Regions from separate parts of the Sus scrofa genome. Here regions 2 and 3 are each linked to region 1. The links are chromatin contacts, called in public Hi-C and promoter capture Hi-C maps. All regions are on one chromosome and are shown on one strand. Each heading gives the region's core, a stretch centred on a gene start, on an enhancer-like site or on the middle of the called end of the contact. The rest is flanking DNA. Distances are from core to core; before and after follow the strand shown.

Region 1 (2,841 bases), core at 174-2,673:
GGGCCCTGGGACAGTAATGTTACTTTTGAGAGTGAACAACAAGAGCCGTAAACCTGGATTTCCTTAGCAAGGTGCAGTTGCTTGCCTTGATATTTTAGTTGCTTCATTAATTTTTCCAGAAATTGTATCCCTATATGTTTATCTGTTTGATTTTCAAAGTAGCAAGGACATCCTTGGGAAATCACACTTAGGAATAGGTTAAATTCTTGCTGTGTCTAGGAATCACTCAGTTATCTACTCTTCCACAAAATCTGGACTTGCCTTTTCCCCAGCCTGAGTTGGACGGCCCTCTCTGTGGCTCTGGGACATTGTTTTTTAGTCTAGGAAGTGGGACAAGGCTAAGATTTCACTCCTCCCCATTTGGCAATGTCTGGAGACATTTGGGGTTCGCGCACTGGGTCTAGGGTAGTGCTGCTAGAACCTAGTGGGTAGAGGCCAGGGATACTGCTCAACATCCTACAATACAGAGGGCAGTCTCTTCAATCCCCAAAAAAGAATTATCAAACCCCAAAATCAGTAGTGCCAAGGCTGAGAAACTCTATTGTATGGTATCTTTGCCATAGCACTTCATAAAGACAACTGTAATTGTCAACTGATTGGCCTTCCCAGCTAGACTGTTAATACCATGAAGGCATGTGACAGGTATATCTTGTTGAGTGTTTGGAATATAGTTGACACAATAAGGATTAAAAGAATGTGGGAAGATACAACTAGATTCAAACTTAACAGCTCTGTGAGATCATGCTGCTTGTTATCAGCCAGTTGATAAACATTTCAATCAACAGTTAACAAATTTTTATTAAGCTCTCACTATATACTAGCAGTGTTTGAGGTACTGGGAGTACAACCATGAACAAGACGGAGTCTCTGCTCAATGAAATTTATTCTTTCAAAGGAAGACAAACAATAAGCAAGAAGCTGATTTCAGACAGTGATAAATATTTATGAAGAAAACTGTAATGCACTAGTGAACGATGGGGCAAATTCTAAGCAGGGTGAGCAGCTGACTTTTGAACTAATGAATGGAAAGCTCTAGGCTAGGGAGAAGAATGATCCAAGCAAAGACCCTGCGGCCAGAATAAAGCGGTCATTCCAATGAAGGCCAAGGGGAGAAGGCCGGATCACCAGTGCCATGGAAACGTTTGGATTTTATTCTACCTGAAATTGGAAGCCTGATGTATGTTGTTAAAAGATCACTCTGGCTTTTGGGGGAGCATTATGGAACATCTACATTCAGAGTTTAAAATACATTTCATAACATACTTCAGTCACCGTCTCGGCTACCTCTTGCCAAAGGGGAAACGTCCCATACTGACGAGGGGGCGCTGCAGGCGCGGGGTCCCCAGGCTCAGCACTCTGGTTCTTTAAGAGAAGGCGGTCGCTTCCGGGAGCGGCCGCGTCGCGCTGCGCCTGCCTCTCTATCTGCCCGTCTCTGTGGTAGTGGGTCCCGGGGCCCCGCCCCTGCCCGGCCGGCAGCCGGCTGTTCCGACTCCAACCCGAGCCGACCCTAGAGGGCCGGCTCCTGCGTGGGTCGGATCCCAGGTCATGGCGGTCTCTGGTCCTGCGCGCAGAGCTGGCGCCAGGTGAGCAGGCGACTGGGGAGGAAGGCCGGACCTCGGGGCGCCCTGCTCCGGGCTGTGTGGGGAAGGGGCACAGCTGCCTTGCGCCTTCTTAACTTGCTGTGATTTTAAAAAGAAAAAAAAAATCTTTTACTCAACGTTGTGTTTTTGAGATCATCCATGCTATAGTAATCTAGTTTCCACTTCCGAGTGCTGCGCCGTGCCAACCGAGTGCATTAGACCCTAGTGTTGCTATACATTCCCCTAGCGATGGACATTTAGTTTGCTTCCAGTTTTTAACCACCCCTGCCTCCTTTATGGATATATGGATGATTTCTTTGTATTATACACCCCTGGGGTGGGATGGCATGCCACACTTAATTTGTTCTTTGGAATGGTCACACCCAGCTTCCCACCAGCTTCCCAACAGCATTGCATAAGGGTTCCTGTTTCCCCTTAAGCACCGCCCCCCTCCGATCTTTTGGTATTGTTTGGTGTTCTAATGTTTATCCACCTGATCCGTTTAAGGTAGTATCCCATTGTGTTAATTCTCCTGAATCAAGCATTTCGGTTTTCTTTTTTTTTTTTTTTTTTTTTTTTTTTTTTTTGGCTTTTTGCCTTTTTCTAGGACTACTTCCGCGGCATATGGAGGTTCCCAGGCTAGAGGTTGGATCGGAGCTGTGGCCACCAGCCTACACCAGGGCCAAAGGGATTCGAGCCGCATCTGCAACCTGCACCACAGCTCACGGCAACGTGGGATCCTTAACCCACTGAGCAAGGGCAGGGATCGAACCCTCAACCTCATGGTTCCTAGTCGGATTCGTTAACCACTGCGCCATGACGGGAACTCCGGTTTTCCTTTATTTATATCTTTTTCCCCACTTTTCCATGGATTGTCTGTCTTCCTGAGGAAGGAATTTATTGTATGCTATAGATTTTATTACTTTGTTTTTCACTCTGCGAATACCTTCTCCAACTCTTCTCTTTTTTCTTTCTTTTTTTTTAATGGCCATGGTGGCATATGGAAGTTCCCAGGCTAGGGGTTGAATCAGAGCTGTAGCTGCCAGCCACAGCCACAGCAACCCCAGGTCCGAGCCGCATCTGGGACCTACACCACAGCGCATGGCAATGGCCAGATCCCTTAACCCACTGAGCAAGGCCAGAGATAGAACCCACATCCTCATGGATACTGGTCAGGTTCTTAACCCCCTGAGCTACAATGGGAACTCCAGCCTTCTCCAAGTCTTTTAATTTAATCTATGGCACTATGTTGAACAAAAAT
Region 2 (2,841 bases), core at 222-2,721, 390 kb before region 1:
GCATTTCAAGTGTCAGTCCTTTGAGAAACTTCTTACTGAGGTTGCCTCTCAAATAGAATTTTAGTTTAAGTTACAATTAAAAAAAAAAGAAAAAAAAAAAAGCCCTTTGCAACAGCAACAAAATCTAGAAGGCTGGTCAAAGGAAACCAAGGAATATATTCTGAGAAGTAACTCTTGAGCCATCCCTTTGCTCTGGTGTCTAGAAATATCTTCAAAAACAGTTCTTTTAATAATCCACATTTAGCTCATTAAAAAGCTGAGATGTCAGCCTCTGAGTTTTATGGAATCCTCTGGAGTGTAAAGTAGCTAGTATTATGTGTTGGAATCAGGCTAAGCACGGAGGTAAAGCCCCCAGGCCCGCTCACTTAGGGCCGTCTAGGTGAGAGACAGCAGCTTGGGCAGCTTTCTTACCTGTGGAGTCATCGTAGAGGGATCTGGCTCAGGAGCAGTTTGCTGCTGTTCAGCACTCTTGTTCTTGGCCCCACTCTCCAAAGGCTCTTGCTGAACAGTTGTCTTATTCCCAGAAGAGGCGGACGGTGGTGGTGGAGCTAGTAGCTGGGATTTAGAATGGCCTTGGGAGGGGCGGGAAGGAGATGCCTGAGAAGGGGGCATGTAGGACTGGGAATGGCTCAAATAGGACTGCGAGGAGGAGGAAGAGGAAGAATAGGATGGGGTGGGCGCCAGGTAGGATTGGGAAGTTGGGGACTGAGAAGGGGACGGCTGAGCAGGAGGCAGATAGGGCTGAGACGAGGCTGGGGGATAGTACGAGGGTGGCGGCTGAGGTGGGGGCATGTAAGATTGAGAGGGGGGCATATAGGACCCCGGCGGTACTGGGGGAGATTCAGGGGGGGAATCCAGCTCCATGGGAACCAAACCAGGAGGCCCGTCTCGTTGATGGTGGAGCATCTGGTGTTTGTACTGCTGCTGCTTCTGATAGCTGAGAGCCGGCCCAGGTGGCGGGGGCATCGGCGGCGGCGGTGGCTGCCAGTCCCCGTAGCCGCCCCCCGGCATCACCGGCGGGGGCGGCAGGGGGGGCGGAGGAAGGTGATGGGGCTGAAGCACGCACTGCATTTGCTTCTGATGCATCTGCTGCAGCTGCTGGAGCTGCGCCAGGTGCTGCTCGCGGAAGCTCATGAAGCCCGAGGAGGAAGGGGCCGCGGGAGTCGTCGAGCTCGAGTACCCGGGCCCCGGCGAGGCCTCAGGAAGCGCCACCGGCGGCGGCGGCGGGACCGGCGGCGGCGGCGGATAGTGGCTGCTCCCGCCATACCGGCCCCAATTCGGGTACATATCGGAGAAGAAGGCGCTGGGCTCGTCCCGGCGCCGTTACTCGTCGCAACCGACCTCTAGGAGCTGCGGCAGCGACGGCGACAGCCGGAACTCGCGGCGCCTACAGGCCCCGGAGCGTGTAAACGGAGCGCGCCAGTGCGCCGGCGCTACCGAGCTGGGCCCGCGACCGGGAAGGCGGGGAGGTACTGGGACGACTACGCCTGCGCAGTAACCACAGAGAGGAGAACAAAGGCGAGATAGAGCAGCCCTTTGCTTGGCGACTCTCGGTTGCCATCTTCCTTCCGGTTGAGATAATGTAGGTGCAAGTGGACTGTTCTTATAGAAGCGGGGAACCATAGAGTCTCATAACTGAGAAGGGTAGTAGAGATCCTATCGCTCTACGAGTTCATTTTTGAATGGAAAAAAAAAAAAAAAGGACCCATTCCCATTCACAATAGCAACAATCGCAACAACAACAAAAAAAACAAGAAACAAGTAGAAATAACACTAATAAAAAATATGTAGAATCTGTATGAAGGAAACTACAGAACCATATTGAGTCATATCCGAGTGGAATAAAATTAGACTTGAAATAATGGAGAGGTTTACCATGGTTCTGAATGAAAAGAGGAAAAATTATAAAGATGTCACTTCTTCTCAAATTAATGAATAGACTTCATTGAGTTCCAACAAAAAAATCCAAATGGGAACAAATCTGTGAAGGATGGAAATGTAGTTTGAAGACAGAATGTAAGACAACATCAATTCCTGCGGGTATTGTAAAAGAGGAGAAATTTTATTCTTTAACTCAACACAGAAATATTATGTTGGAAAAGCTCAGCGAAAGGAAAGATAGCAGAAACCGGACAGAAGATTGTCTGGAGAGGGTGACTTAGGAAAGAATCCAATCTCTCATGAAAATAATCCAGTCTCTCATCATAATACCAAACATGAACTTCCTGTGGCTTGAGTGTACCAGTGAGTAACAAAGCTAATATACACTGAATTCTGGGGCAGGGGGGAGCCACCCAGCTCTGAGAACACTAAGTGTGTCAATTACGTACCACTTAAATATTTGACTTTACTTCCATCTTAACAACCCAGATCACCTCTCCTAGGAGGTGGATGTAAGTGGAAAGTGGGGCAGCTAAGTTTCCTTCAGAAGAAACAGCTTTTCATTCTCAAATAGGAATTTAGTTGTTTTTCTTTTAACTTATATTGAAATATAAAGTATTACATAAAATTACTCATAAGTGTACAGCTTAGTAAATTTTTACAAACCAATCACACTTGTGTACAGATCAAGAAACAGAACATTATCCAACTCACAAATCCCACTTCCATATAATTTTAATATTTCCATAAATCCCACTTCCATTCAATTTTAATGTTTTCAATTAAAATTCTCTTTGAAAACTATAAAAATAAATTAATTTACTACAGAACCGACTTAAGGAGGAAATCAGATGATCATCTTACTAGATGCAGAGAAAGAATAGGATGAGTTTCAATATCCACGTATGATTTTTTAAAAAAGTTTCCAAGCCAGAAGTGAAAGGGAACTTCTTTAATCTT
Region 3 (2,841 bases), core at 243-2,742, 270 kb before region 1:
CCTAATATCTGCCCCCAACCCTGACACAGAGAAGTCTTGGCAGAAAAGGAAAGTCAGAAAATCAGACCACACCCTACGTTCCCCACGACAAGGTCTGGAGCCAGGGGACAGGCCCGGTGGAGGGAGAGGAGGGGTATTCAGCTGGATACAAGATTTGATTCAATTGGATGAGGTTTTGATTTGGACAGGACCAGACTTTTTAGAGCCTGGAAATTGGTCTTAATTATAGACATGAAACTGTTCTTGTGACTGGAGGGGATGGGCAAGCCAAGGACTCTGCTTGAGATGTCATTAAGGGTGGAGAAGAGAAATTCACCATAATGTGGCTGAAGGCAGTGAGGGGAGAACCACAGAGCTGCTTCCTGATTGCCCCTCTTCAGGTTCAGCCCATTCAACAAGTCAGTTACACGGGTAAACAAATAGGAGAATTTCAACTAGTCTAGAGCAGTGAAGCTGAACCAGGGTGATGGACTAGAAAGTGATGACTTGGGAGTGGGAAGGCTGCTCTGCGTTGGAGGGGTCAGGGGTGGCCACTCCAGGCGGTGAAGTTGGAGCTGAGAGGTGAAATGATGATGAGGAGCTGGTCCTGTAAAACATCTTGGCGATGAGTGTTCCCAGGGAGAAGGAGCGGGCATCAACGTGGCTTGTTCCAGGAGCAGAGAGGACGCCAGGGCAGCTGCATTGCGGTGGGTGCCCCACAAGAGGAGAGATAGATCTGAGAGGTGGGCAGTCCTACAGGGCTTTGGAGGCCAAGGTCAGGAGTTGAGGTTGTATTTCAGCATGAAGCATTAATTGAGTCGGCCCTTTGTATGGAAAGTTATAAACTGGTGCCTTCCTGCCTGCTCCATCCCCCTGCCTCTCTAGGAAGCCCATAGGCTGCAGGGGGCTGGGACAGCCATGGTTGCCAGGCCTTTAGACTTTAGGGCAGGGGACCATGTGTGTACATAGTGAGCTCACTCTTGAGTGGTACTAAGATGGGTGGCCATTGGCATTCTAGCAGCCCTGCCCTCTCCCTGCCAGCACAAGGAGTTGAGCACACACCCTGGATCCATCAGAGGCTCATCCAATCCGTAGGGAGTGAGGGGTTGAATGGGAGTCTAGGGAATGGACCTCTGAGCCCCAGGCAGGAGGCACCTGCATTTCATTCGCCTCTTGGACACACGCTGTCTCCTTGAGTGACCTTATTCCAGGTCTTCCATGTTTTTTTCCTCCGTGAAAAAGAGGACACCTCTTGCAGGTTCTGTCAACGCCTCAGGCCTGGGCTCGACCCTGACGCAAACAGGAAAGGGATTAAGATCAAGGAAGGAAGGCGGCTGGCAGCGGCAGGTCTCTACAAGACGCAGGACGGCTAAGACGCCGCCAAGTCCACCAGAGGGCGCGCTCCCTCCAGGCGACCTTCCAGCGCGCCCGCGTCCCACCACTGCGGAGGGAGGCGAGCGGCCTCGCGCTGCCCCAGCCCTAGAGGCACCCCTGGCCGACGCCCCCAGTGGCCCGGGAGGAAAACGAAGGACCCGGGGCCCATCCTTCGGAGCCTGTCTATCATGCCGTCTTGGCACCTCTCCTGATATCCTTCAGACGTTCGAGGCTGTAGCCTTGGGTCATCCAACCCGGCGTTTGTCCCTGAGGTCAGGGGCTGGAGATGAATTCTGGACAGGTCAGCAGTTTAGCCTGCCCAGGACAGGAGAAAGGTGGCTCGGGGCTGCCCCTGTCCCAGCAGGCGTCATTTCCCCTACCAGACCTTGGTCCGCCCTGCGCCGCCCCCAGTTCCTCACGGGTTAACCCCCCTCGCCGCCCGCTCGCTTCCCGGTGCCAAAGTGGGTGTTGCTGGAATTCCTCTCTCCCTCTCCCGTAATGAGGGGGCTGAGCTGTCCCTCCGAGGAGGGGGCATGGTGTGGATAAAAGAGACGAAAAGTCAGGGGGAGGTTTCCAAAAATAAAACGCTCCGATTCCCCTTCAGAAGGCTACAGTGACTGGGAGAAGGCGCGAAGGTGCAACAGCAGTGCGCGCGCAGCTGGAGACAGAGCGCGATCGCTGGGCTCAGGGCGCGCAGCCCCGGGCCGCTCCCGCCGCCAGGCCCTCGCTCCAGAGAGAGCCCGGCCCGTAGTCTGACTCGGGGGCCCTAGACGGGGAAAGGCGGGCCACCCGGTGGGGTCCGGAGCGCAGCCCGCTGGCGGCCTGGCGCACCGACAGCTAGCCCCTGGGCTGTTCCCCGTGCGCACCGCTCTGCAGCCGCCCAGGCGCCATGAGGCCCTCGACCACCCGCCGCTGCCCCGGGCGCGCCCTGAGGAACCCCTGGAGGAGCTTCCTGCCGCTCACCCTGGCTCTCTTCGTGGGCTTGGGTCATGCTCAGAGGGACCCGGTGGGAAGATACGAGCCGGCTGGCAGGGACGCGAATCGGCTGCGGCGCCCCGGGGGCAGCCACCCCGCAGCGGCTGCAGCCAAGGTGTACGGTCTGTTCCGGGATCAGGACGCGTCGGTCCCGGGTTTGCCGCCCGAGGAGCGGGCCCAGCCTGGCTGGGGCAGCGCCAGGAGGCCCGCCGAGACCGAGGCCAGGAGGCCGCCCCGCGCGCAGCAGCCGCGTCGAGTCCAGCCACCTGCGCAGACCTGGAGAAGCCGTTCCTTGAGCCAGCAGCAGCCGGCATCCCGGGACCGGGCTGCCGCAGCTCTCCCGCGCCTCGGGACGGTTCAGCGGCCGCGAGCTGCGCGAGGGCGGCTTACGGGGTGAGCATTGGAGAGGGAAGCATGGGGGCTAAAGGGAGCGAGGGCCAGTCTCCCGTGCGCTCTTTCGTGGAGGGATGTGCAGGCGAGAGGAGAGGGCGCCCGGCTCCGCCCTTCGTCCCT

Evidence for each region. Promoter capture Hi-C pulls out the DNA fragments that hold promoters and counts their contacts. A called contact is a pair of places that touch in the nucleus more often than the background predicts.
Region 2: a contact with region 1 is called in a promoter capture Hi-C map of liver, with 2.1 times the contacts expected there. The contact joins the promoter of YLPM1 here to the promoter of ABCD4 in region 1. A contact is called at or near these places in 1 of 5 promoter capture datasets (liver) and 1 of 47 Hi-C or Micro-C datasets (embryonic fibroblasts).
Region 3: a contact with region 1 is called in a Hi-C map of embryonic fibroblasts, with 2.5 times the contacts expected there. The contact joins the promoter of LTBP2 here to the promoter of ABCD4 in region 1. A contact is called at or near these places in 2 of 47 Hi-C or Micro-C datasets (embryonic fibroblasts and heart right ventricle).

What each region holds. Positions count from the first base shown.
Region 1 is chr7:97,584,275-97,587,115 of Sscrofa11.1, reverse strand. ABCD4 (ATP-binding cassette sub-family D member 4) reads left to right here and starts at 1,423. Exons shown (of 20, transcript XM_001929196.5): 1 at 1,423-1,583. The coding sequence starts at 1,546.
Region 2 is chr7:97,974,759-97,977,599 of Sscrofa11.1, reverse strand. It overlaps YLPM1 (YLP motif-containing protein 1), which reads right to left and starts at 1,471. Exons shown (of 21, transcript XM_001924711.7): 1 at 412-1,471. The coding sequence starts at 1,287.
Region 3 is chr7:97,851,499-97,854,339 of Sscrofa11.1, reverse strand. It overlaps LTBP2 (latent-transforming growth factor beta-binding protein 2), which reads left to right and starts at 1,492. Exons shown (of 34, transcript XM_021099520.1): 1 at 1,492-2,721. The coding sequence starts at 2,243.